2 separate regions of the Sus scrofa genome follow, and region 2 is linked to region 1. A link is a contact called in public Hi-C data. All regions are on one chromosome and are shown on one strand. The core of a region is the stretch at or near the end of the contact, and the rest is flanking DNA. Distances in the headings are between cores, read along the strand shown.

Region 1 (4,824 bases), core at 685-3,184:
ACTTTATTTGATGTTATAAATCCAGCGTATTAAGCTAATTGATGTTTGGATGTTAATTCAACCTCTCATGCCTGAGGACATACTGGGAATACACTTGGTCAGAGTGCATACTCCTTTTTTCTATACCAATCAGTTTGATTTGATGGTGTTTTATTAGGAATTTTTAAAATTACTTACTGAATTTTATTACATTCGTAGGTGTACAACAATCATCACAACCAAATTTTATAGCATTTCCATCCCAAACCCCCAGCGCATCCCCCCACCCTCCAAACTGTCTCCTTTGGAAACCATAAGTTTTTCGAAGTCTGTGAGTCAGTATCTGTTATGCAAAGAAGTTCATTGTCTCCTTTTTTGAGAATCCACATGTAAGTGATAGCATCTGATGTTGGTGTCTCATTGTCTGACTGACTTCATTTAGCATGATAACTTCTAGGTCTATCCATGTTGCTGCAAATGCCGTTATTTCTTTCCTTTTAATGGCTGAGTAATATTCCATTGTGCCACATCTTCTTTAACCACTCCTCTGTCGAAGGACATTAGAATTTTTGTGCCTGTGCTCAGGAGGAGTTTTGATCTGTAATTTTCTATTCTTATGATATATTTGTCTGGCTTTGGTATCAGGGGAATGCTACCCTCACGAGTGGGGGTTCTTTGTTACTGTGGCCTAACCTACCCTAGCCTAACTGATACGGTTCCTGAAAAAATATGATGCAGTTCTGTACTTATAATCTCCAAGATACAGTGTTAGGTGGTAAATGAATGTTGCAGACTCTATGGTATATGGTGTGCTATCATTTGTATAGGGAAAACCTAATCTATAAACCCATATATATGCATAGCATTTCTCTGGAAGAACGCATAAGGAACTGAAAATAAGGCTACCTCTGTGAAGGAAAAGTGAGCCACTGGAGTAGTAGGAAGAAGACTTTTTTTTTCCTTTTTATCCTCTCTTACCTTTTGAAATTTGTAACATGTACAGGTACACCTATATACACATACCACTTTTATAAAAATATTTATATTATAAGGAAGCATAGCCGCAGATGAGGGTCACAGAAATAAGTTTTGGAAAGAAATGCTGGAGTAGGGCATTGGGCATTGTTCCTAGTTACATGGCCTCCAAACTTAACTCCTTGGCCCTCACTAAGCTTCTGTAAGAACCTTAATGTTGTTTGCTTTTTTTTTTTTTTTAATTTTAGGGCCACACCCACAGCATATAGAGGTTTTCAGGCTAGGGGTCGAATCAGAGCTGTAGCTACCGGCCTACACAACAGCCACAGCAACGCAGGATCCAAGCTGTGACTGCGACCTACACTACAGCTCACGGCAACACCAGATCCTTAACCCACTAAGCAAGGCTGGGGTTCGAACCTGCATCCTCATGGATGCTAGTCAGATTCGTTAACCGCTGAGCCGCAATGGGAACTCTGAGAACCTTAATGTTGTTTAAGGAGTTCCTTTTCTGCTTCATACAACTTCAACTAAGAATCTAGATTGATGTGATTACAGGGATGCCTAAAGGGACAGCCAAAGGAACTACATGCGTCTAAAAGGTTCCTTAGTGGAGCTCCCTGGTGGCTTAGTAGGTTAAGAGGCTGTCATTGTCACTGCTGTGGTGTGGGTTTGATCCCTGGCCTGGGAACTTCCATATGCTATGTACGCAGCCAAAAAAACAAAAATAAGAATAAAGCCCTGTAGTGACTATAAAGCAGGGTGGTTCCTACCACACACGGCAATGGTCATGGGAGAAAACTCTCTATCAGTTAATATCTGCATTACCTTTTGCCTAGTGAGCAAAGGTTGTTCTTGGGAAATGCTCGGCAATGCTAACCTTCTTTTCATTTCAAAACAGGGGCCTGCACAGCTGTGCTTTGCAGATGGTGAACAGCTTCCGCTATTTTTAGCCAAGACAGCTCTAAGCTGAGGAAGCATGCACAGGACCAAAATTCCCCCGAGCCCGCTTCACTTCCTCAGTAACACCCTCAATTCTGGGCCAGAGATGCCGCATTGCATCCACAGATCTGCATCAGCCCCCAGAAAAGCTATGTTCTTGCCTAGAGAGAAACAGCTCTGGAGTTCTAGGACACTAGATTCAGTGAGAATAGCCATGGCCAGCTGAGGGGTCGCTGATTTATGAAAAGATACGTAATGAACACCCTGCGTTGTCTACAATTATGTACGAAAATTATCAAATACAGATTGAAAGACACAGACCAAACTCATCAGGCTGGCTGAAGTCAGAGCACAGAGCCGGAGGGAAGTGGGGGTGGTGTCGTAATGAAAAGGGATTCCAGCTTCACCTGCAATGTTTCATATTCATTAATGAGAAGACTGGATGCAAATCAGACAAAATTAACCTAAATTTTTTTTTGGCTGCACTCTTGGCATGCAGCTTTATCGTCTCTAATGATCTGTACCTTGGTTGCGGAAGGTTCCTTCCATATTTTACCTGTGTTTCTCCTGCCCCACACATCACCAAAGAGTCTAGCAGTCCCTTTAAAAATCTTCTGACAAAAAAGAAGAAAAAATAAAATAAAATGAGTTCTGGAGTTTCCATTGTGGCACAGTGGAAAAAATTTGACTAGGAACCATGAGGTTGCGGGTTTGATCTCTGGCCTTGCTCAGTGGGTTAAGGATCTGGTGTTGCCATGAGTTGTGGTGTAGATCGCAGACTTGGCTCAAATCTGATGTTGCTGTGGCTGTGGTGTAGGCTGGCAGCTGTAGCTCCGACTGGACGCCTAGCCTGGGAACCTCCATGTGCCATGGGTGTGGCCCTAAAAAGAAGAAAAAAAAAAAAGAGTTCCTGCTGTGGCACAGTGGGATTGGCAATGTCTCTGTAGTGCTGGGACGGAAGTTTGATCCCAACCCAGCACAGTGGATCTGGCATCACCAGGGCTGTGGCCTAGGTTGTATCTGAGGCTTGGATCTGAACCCTGGCCCCTCGCCCTTGGCCCCTGGCCCGGGAAATCCAGATGCCATGGAGTAGCCAAAAAAGAAGGAAAAAAAAAATCTTTTGGGGGAACTCCCTGGTGGCTAGGTAGGATAAGGATCCAGCATTGATACTGCTGTGCTACTGGTTTGATCCCTGGCCTGGGAATTTTCTAACACCATGGGTGTGGCCCCCCCAAAAAAGATCTTTTGACTGACTGCCAAATTCTAAATGCCTCTTCCTCCCTTCCTTCCTCTCTTCCTACCTTTCATCCTTCTTCCCTCAATCCTTCCTTCCTTGGAGCTGGAGAACTCTGCTTTAGAGACTGCTGTCAGCTGGAATTGGATGTGAAAGGGGCAGGGCCTTTGGTTCCGGGAGAACTCCCATGGCATCTGCTATTTTGGTCTGATAAACAGGCCTGCAGAGAATAAGTGTACAGTGGGCAGAAGAAAAGCTCTAAGAGAGATAATTGGGCACAGGCAGTTTGTCAAGTGAGGGAGAAATCCCTTTATCTCATTCTTATAGGGATATGAGTTGCTCTTCCCTTGAGGTTTTTCCCCCCCATTTTTGGCCACCCCTCGGCATATGGAGTTCCCAGGGCAGGGATCATATTTGAGCCACAGTTCTGACCTACACCACAGCTGCGGCAACGTGGGACCTTCAACACACTGTTCTGGGCCGGGGATTGAACTTGCTTCCCAGCGCTGCAGAGTTGCTGCCACCAATCCTGTTGCGGCACAGGGTTAACTCCTGTTTTAGTGAGTTTTGAAGAACTCTAGCCCCTAAGATTATTTCCAACATTCACTCACAGGTACGAGCAATGCCAGGCCATCCTGGAGCCATGTATCTAAGTCCTGTGCCAGCAGAGGTCAGTGGTACACCCAGCACTTTTGCTTTCCCTTAGGGACTTCAATTTGAGTGCCAAGGAACCTAATAGGCATGGGAAGAGAGCCAGTAAAAATAAAGTGAAAATGCATCATCTCACTCCAAGCAACACCCATTCCCTGCAGGGGAAAATCCCTGAGTATAGCCAGAGAAACCATATAGAGACATATTGTTTTTATTTGCCAGATAATGGGACAGAGGGCAGGGATTAAGGCTTCTTTATGTCTCATGGAACTCCAAGGGCAACCAGCAATCAACAAATAATTTTTAATAATAATAATAACATTCTATCTGAGAGCAATAAATCCTCTAACACTGCCCATTAAAAGCAGCCTGTAAACCATTTCTTGAAATTACTTTCCAGCCAGTTTCAAGCATGATTCTATGAAACCATTCAATAAAACCAAAGAGACTGTGTCATAAAGAGAGAGTAAGGATTCTGTCAAAGGAGGTTAGAGGCTGAATTTATAGTGTTTAAATTTTCTTAAGGAAGCAAGTGATAAAATTTTACTAAGCACAACCCTGAAGTTATATAAAATATTCTCTGCTTGGAATCACATTTTGTCCAACCGTACTTCTTTATCTCAAGGGGGTGATAAGATAATAAAAATATTTTAACAAGGGAAATAGAAAGATTGAAAATAAGCGAGGAGAACGGAGACTGATGCGCTGCCTATTGCGCGGAGGCAGATCCGAGGAGAACCAAAGAGAACTTCACCTACAAAAAAAGTAAAACACTTTCCAATTTTACAATTTCAGGGAGAACAACTGGGTTTGTCCTGTCTGAATATATGTTAAGTTCACAGATAAAGCCAAGGTCATTGGCATTTAGAACTTTTATTTTATTTATTTATTTTTTGGCATTTAAAACTTTTAATTTTCAGAGTTCCTGTCGTGGCGCAGTGGTTAACAAATCCGACTAGGAACCATGAGATTGTGGGTTCGGTCCCTGCCCTTGCTCAGTGGGTTAACAATCCGGCGTTGCCCTGAGCTGTGGTGTAGGTTGC
Region 2 (4,824 bases), core at 653-3,152, 200 kb after region 1:
TAAGGGGCTTGCAGCAGCTGGAGTTAAGTGACTGGAGAATTGTATTGTCACCCGGGATACAGCAGATGACATGACATGGTAAACACAAAAGAATTGACATACTGCTGTCAGTACCATATCTGAGTTGCAAAGAATGTCTAGTTTCATAAAATCTTGCTTCTGAAAAATAACTAGTGTTGTTGATTTGAAGTTTATTGGATTTGTGGTTTTGTGTTCTATTTAATTGCAAATTTGGTTTGGCTTATTCAATGTGGAGAAATTATCAGTATAAGATGTGCATTTAGTTCTTGTTCATGCTGACATTACATGATTTAGCCATCCCTGAGGGTTGTTGTAAGAATTATTTTCACTTTAAAGAGGCCCCATATGCTATTCAAGACTGAGAAGTTCTGAAAAGGCTAAGGAGGCCTGGAATATGATGTTGATTTTCTTCTTAAAAATATTTATTTATTATTATTATTACTATTTGTCTTTTTAGAGCTGCACTCAAGGCATATGGAGGTTCCCAGGCTAGGAATTGAATTGGAGCTGCAGCCACCAGCCTACATCACAGCCACAGCAACATAGGATCCAGGCTGCGTCTTCGACCTACACCACAGCTCACAGCAGCACCATATCCTTAACCCACTGATCGAGGCCAGGGATTGAACATGTATCCTCATGTTCATCATACTAGTCAGATTCGTCTCCACTGAGCCACAATGTGAACTCCTTTTTGATTCTCTGCTGGCAGTCCACGGGGTAAATGGGAGGTGAGAGGCAGAAATGAATTTGGGTGGAGATGCATATTTGTTTTAACTCACTTATGGACAAATCATTAGGCATTTCGCTTAATCAGATGAAGAAACTGAGAAAACTTAAGTGACTTATCGAAAGCCACATAGCTGGAAGTGAAACAGGGAGGGTGCCAGTTCTGGCAAGCTGTCATACAGGGATGAATGGTGGTCTCCCTAGGGCTGCTCATGGCTGGATCCAGGAAGTGAATGAATCTGGAAACTTTGTCTTTTTGTCTTTTTTTCCTTTTTTCTTTCTATGGCTGCACCCATGGCATATGGAGGTTCCCAGGCTAAGGGTCGAATTGGAGCTGTAGCCACTGGCCTACGCCACAGCCACAGCAACGTGGGATCCGAGCCGCGTCTGCGACCCACACCACAGCTCACAGCAACTCTGGGTCCTTAACCCACTGAGTGAAGTCAGGGATCAAACCCGAAACCTCATGGTTCCTAGACGGATTCATCAACCGCTGAGCCACGACAAGAACTCCTCTTTCTTTTTTTTTGGGAGGGGCCCTATGCACGTGGCATGCAAAAGTTCCCGGGCCAGGGATTGAACCCGTGACATAACAGTGACAACACTGGATCCTTAACTGGGTGGACTACCAGGGAGCTCCCCTTCTGTTGTTTCTTTAGGCCAAGTTGTCTCAGCCTCAGCGCTGTTGACATCTGGGACTGGGTGGTTCTTGCTGGGGTGGGGGAGACTATCCCGTGCATGCACACTAGATGCCAGAAGCTCACACTTGCTTTGTAACAATCAGAAACGTCTCCAGGTATTATCTAGTGCCTCTGGGGGCAAAGTTGTTTCAAAGTTGAGAACTACTTCTTTAGGCAGATAGAAGCAAGTATCTTTTTAATTTTTTCCCCTTCCATTTAATTTGTTGATTATTATTTGGTATGAATTTTATTTTTTTAGAAGCGAATATCTTTATTTCCCACCTCTTTTAAACTTAAAAGTAACAATCTCTAGACACAGCTCCTCTTTCCTGAGATATGTTTGTCTATTTTCATTTTTCTATGTATGGACAACCCAGCGACCCCTGGCCCACATGCCTGGGCAGCTGTTTGGCATTCCTGGGTAGAGGCGCTGTGGTGGATTCAGTGAGGCTCCTCTTGTCAGGCCCTGGCTTCCACTCTGCTGCTGGTGAGCTGTGCTCAGTGCGTGAGAATGTTTATTCATGGTCGTGCTTCCCTGTACAGGGTATCTGTGGGGTAGATCCCCTGAAGTGTGGTTGCTGGATCAGGGTAAATACCTCTCATTTTGGTGGCTGTTGCCACATCTCCCCTCCATGAAGGCTGTGCCCTTTGGCAGTCCTGTCAGCAGTGATTGAGAGGCCTGTTTCCCCACTGCCTCAGCAATGGCGTTATGAAACCTTTGGATTCTGGCGGTTCCATAGGTGAGCAATGCCTCGTGTTTCCTAATAGGCTAGCACTGCATCTGTTTCAAAGTCTACTCAACTCAGACATGGAGCTCAGTGAAACTCAGCCTTGCCTGCTTTTTCCTGACTGGCAAAGTGTCCTACACTTTGTCCACTTTTAGGCCTTTCCTCTCCCTGTTCCCTCCCACCAGGAATGCCCTTCCTCCTCACTTCCAAAATTTTCACCATCCTTTGAGGCTTCCAAATGCCACCTCCACTGAGAAACTTTCCCGGATTCAGCTTTGCACCACGCACCCCCAAGTCGTTTCCTCCTGCTGGTGTCCTCCAGCTGCTTTGTGGTGTCACAGGTCATGTAGTTGTCACATGGCCTGGAGTCAGGTGGGTGTCCAGAGTCAGAAAGTTCTAGTTGTTGCTTTTTTTCTCTGTGCCTGTGATGTATGGAAGTTCCTGGGCCAGGGATTGAACCTGTGCTACAGCAGCGATCCTGGCCACTGTAGTGACAGTGCTGGATCCTTAACTCGCTAAGCCACCAGGGAACTTCTGGACAGGTATGGTTTTTTTTTTTTTTTTGTCTTTTTGCCATTTCTTGGGCCGCTCCCGCGGCATATGGAGGTTCCCAGGCTAGGGGTCCAATCGGAACTGTAGCCACCGGCCTACACCAGAACCACAGCAACCCGGGATCCAAGCCGAGTCTGCAACCTACACCACAGCTCACGGCAACGCCGGATTGTTAACCCACTGAGCAAGGGCAGGGATCGAACCCGCAACCTCATGGTTCCTAGTCGGATTCGTTAACCACTGCGCCACGATGGGAACTCCTGGACAGGTATGGTTTTGAATTCCAGTTTTGCCACTTACTGTTACAAGCTTTGGTCAAATTTCTTTTTTTTTGGAATCTTTTTTTTTCTTAAGAGGGCTGCACTTTGGCATGTGGAAGTTCCCTGGCTAGGGGTCCAACTGGAACTGCAGCTTCTGGCCTACACCACAGCCATGCAGGATCTGAGCTGCATCTGCGACCTATGCAGCAGCTTGGGGCAGTGCCGGATCGTTAACCCACTGATCAAGGCCGGGGGATCAAACCTGCATCTTCATGGATGCTAGTTGGGTTTTTTTTTTTTTGTCTTTTTTTTTTGTCTTTTTGCCATTTCTTGGGCCGCTCCCACGGCATATGGAGTTTCCCAGGCTAGGGGTCTAATCGGAGCTGTAGCCGCCAGGCTATGCCAGAGCCACAGCAACACGGGATCCGAGCCGCGTCTGCGACCTACACCACAGCTCACAGCAACACCAGATCCTTAACCCACTGAGCTAGGGCAGGGACCTAACCCGCAACCTCATGGTTCCTAGTCGGATTCGTTAACCACTGCGCCATGACGGGAACTCCGCAAAATGGGAGCAATGCCTCCCTCATAAGGCTATAGAAAAGAGTAGGAAGAGAACCTATATAGAAAGTGTGGCAGCAGACAAGCTCCCTGAGAGCAGACTCCTCCATTTGTTTTCTTCATTGTCTCCCGTGTGCTCTTGCAAACAGTAAATAAAGGTATTGCATCTATTCTTTAAAAAAAAAAGAAAAAGAAAACTGTTTCTGTAAAGTGAACAGTAATTTATTCAGCAAGGATTTGAGCATCTCTTCAGGTCCAGGCATTGACCTCAGAAATAAGGAAGTAGGAGTTCCCGTCGTGGCGCAGTGGTTAACGAATCCGACTAGGAACCATGAGGTTGCGGGTTCGGTCCCTGCCCTTGCTCAGTGGGTTAAGGATCTGGCGTTGCCATGAGCTGTGGTGTAGGTTGCAGACACGGCTCAGATCCCGCGTTGCTGTGGCTCTGGTGTAGGCCGGTGGCTACAGCTCCGATTGGACCCCAGCCTGGGAACCTCCATATGCCGCGGGAGCGGCCCAAGAAATAGCAAAAAGACGAAAAAAAAAGAAAAAAAAAAAAAAAAAGAAGTAAGGAAGTAGCCGAGAAGAGAGATAGAATCCCTACCTTTGTAGCTGGCATTAAGTTATAGTAACAATTACCACAACTGAGTGATATATGCTAGTTAGTATAGATATATCAATTTTGTATCATCTCTGAAATCATATAGTACCCTCTTTTCTATGAATTGCTTCAAAAATTATTTTTTTCTTTGTTACACCTTAAATTTCTTGGTGCCTGGAATGATGACTGCTCTTTGAGGAACCTCCTTGGAGCCTCAAGTGATGGAGGAAGTCCAAACCCAGACCTGCTCCTGCCTCCTCTCCCCAAAGCTCCTCTACAGGTCCTTGTGGCCTGCAGGTACCATCCAGACCCCTGTGACCTACCAGGCTCCCTGTGGCCAGGAGCTGCCTTCCTTCCCAGCCTTGTCTGTTACCTGGTGGTTATATACCCCTGAACCCTATCCATGCTCCAGCTCCACTGGCCCTCCAGCTTCTAGAGAGCCCTGTGCTCTCTCCTCCCTGCTTTTTCCACACACACTGTTCCATTTGCCTGGGATGGGTTTCTTTCCGACCTGACCTGGCCAGTATCCTTTTGGTTTCTCTCAGGTGTCATTTCCTTCAGGAAGTCATCAGAGATCTCCCCACTGCCTGGGTCTGGGTCCAGTGCCCCTCCTCGGTGCTTTAGAATGGATTAGGACTCTTCTCTTCACATGGCCACAGGCTTACACTGGAATTGCTGGTTCACTTGTCTGGCTC

What was found. Hi-C and Micro-C count contacts between places; a contact is called where the count stands out from the background.
Region 2: a Hi-C map of liver shows a contact between it and region 1, with 2.0 times the contacts expected there. The contact joins two enhancer-like sites. A contact is called at or near these places in 3 of 47 Hi-C or Micro-C datasets (alveolar macrophages, embryonic fibroblasts and liver) and 1 of 2 datasets of contacts at active chromatin or transcription factors (alveolar macrophages).

The regions. Positions count from the first base shown.
Region 1 is chr13:18,080,952-18,085,775 of Sscrofa11.1, forward strand. No RefSeq gene overlaps it. Among named protein-coding and RNA genes, the nearest start is that of GPD1L, 43 kb to the right of the region's middle. Within about 2 kb of position 1,935, at least 13 of the 83 cell types and tissues checked have an H3K27ac peak or open chromatin away from gene starts, as enhancers often do. A contact at or near this core is called in liver, where this site is marked.
Region 2 is chr13:18,283,624-18,288,447 of Sscrofa11.1, forward strand. All of the region lies in intron 1 of CMTM8 (CKLF-like MARVEL transmembrane domain-containing protein 8), which reads left to right. Among named protein-coding and RNA genes, the nearest start is that of CMTM8, 43 kb to the left of the region's middle. Within about 2 kb of position 1,903, at least 7 of the 83 cell types and tissues checked have an H3K27ac peak or open chromatin away from gene starts, as enhancers often do. A contact at or near this core is called in liver, where this site is marked.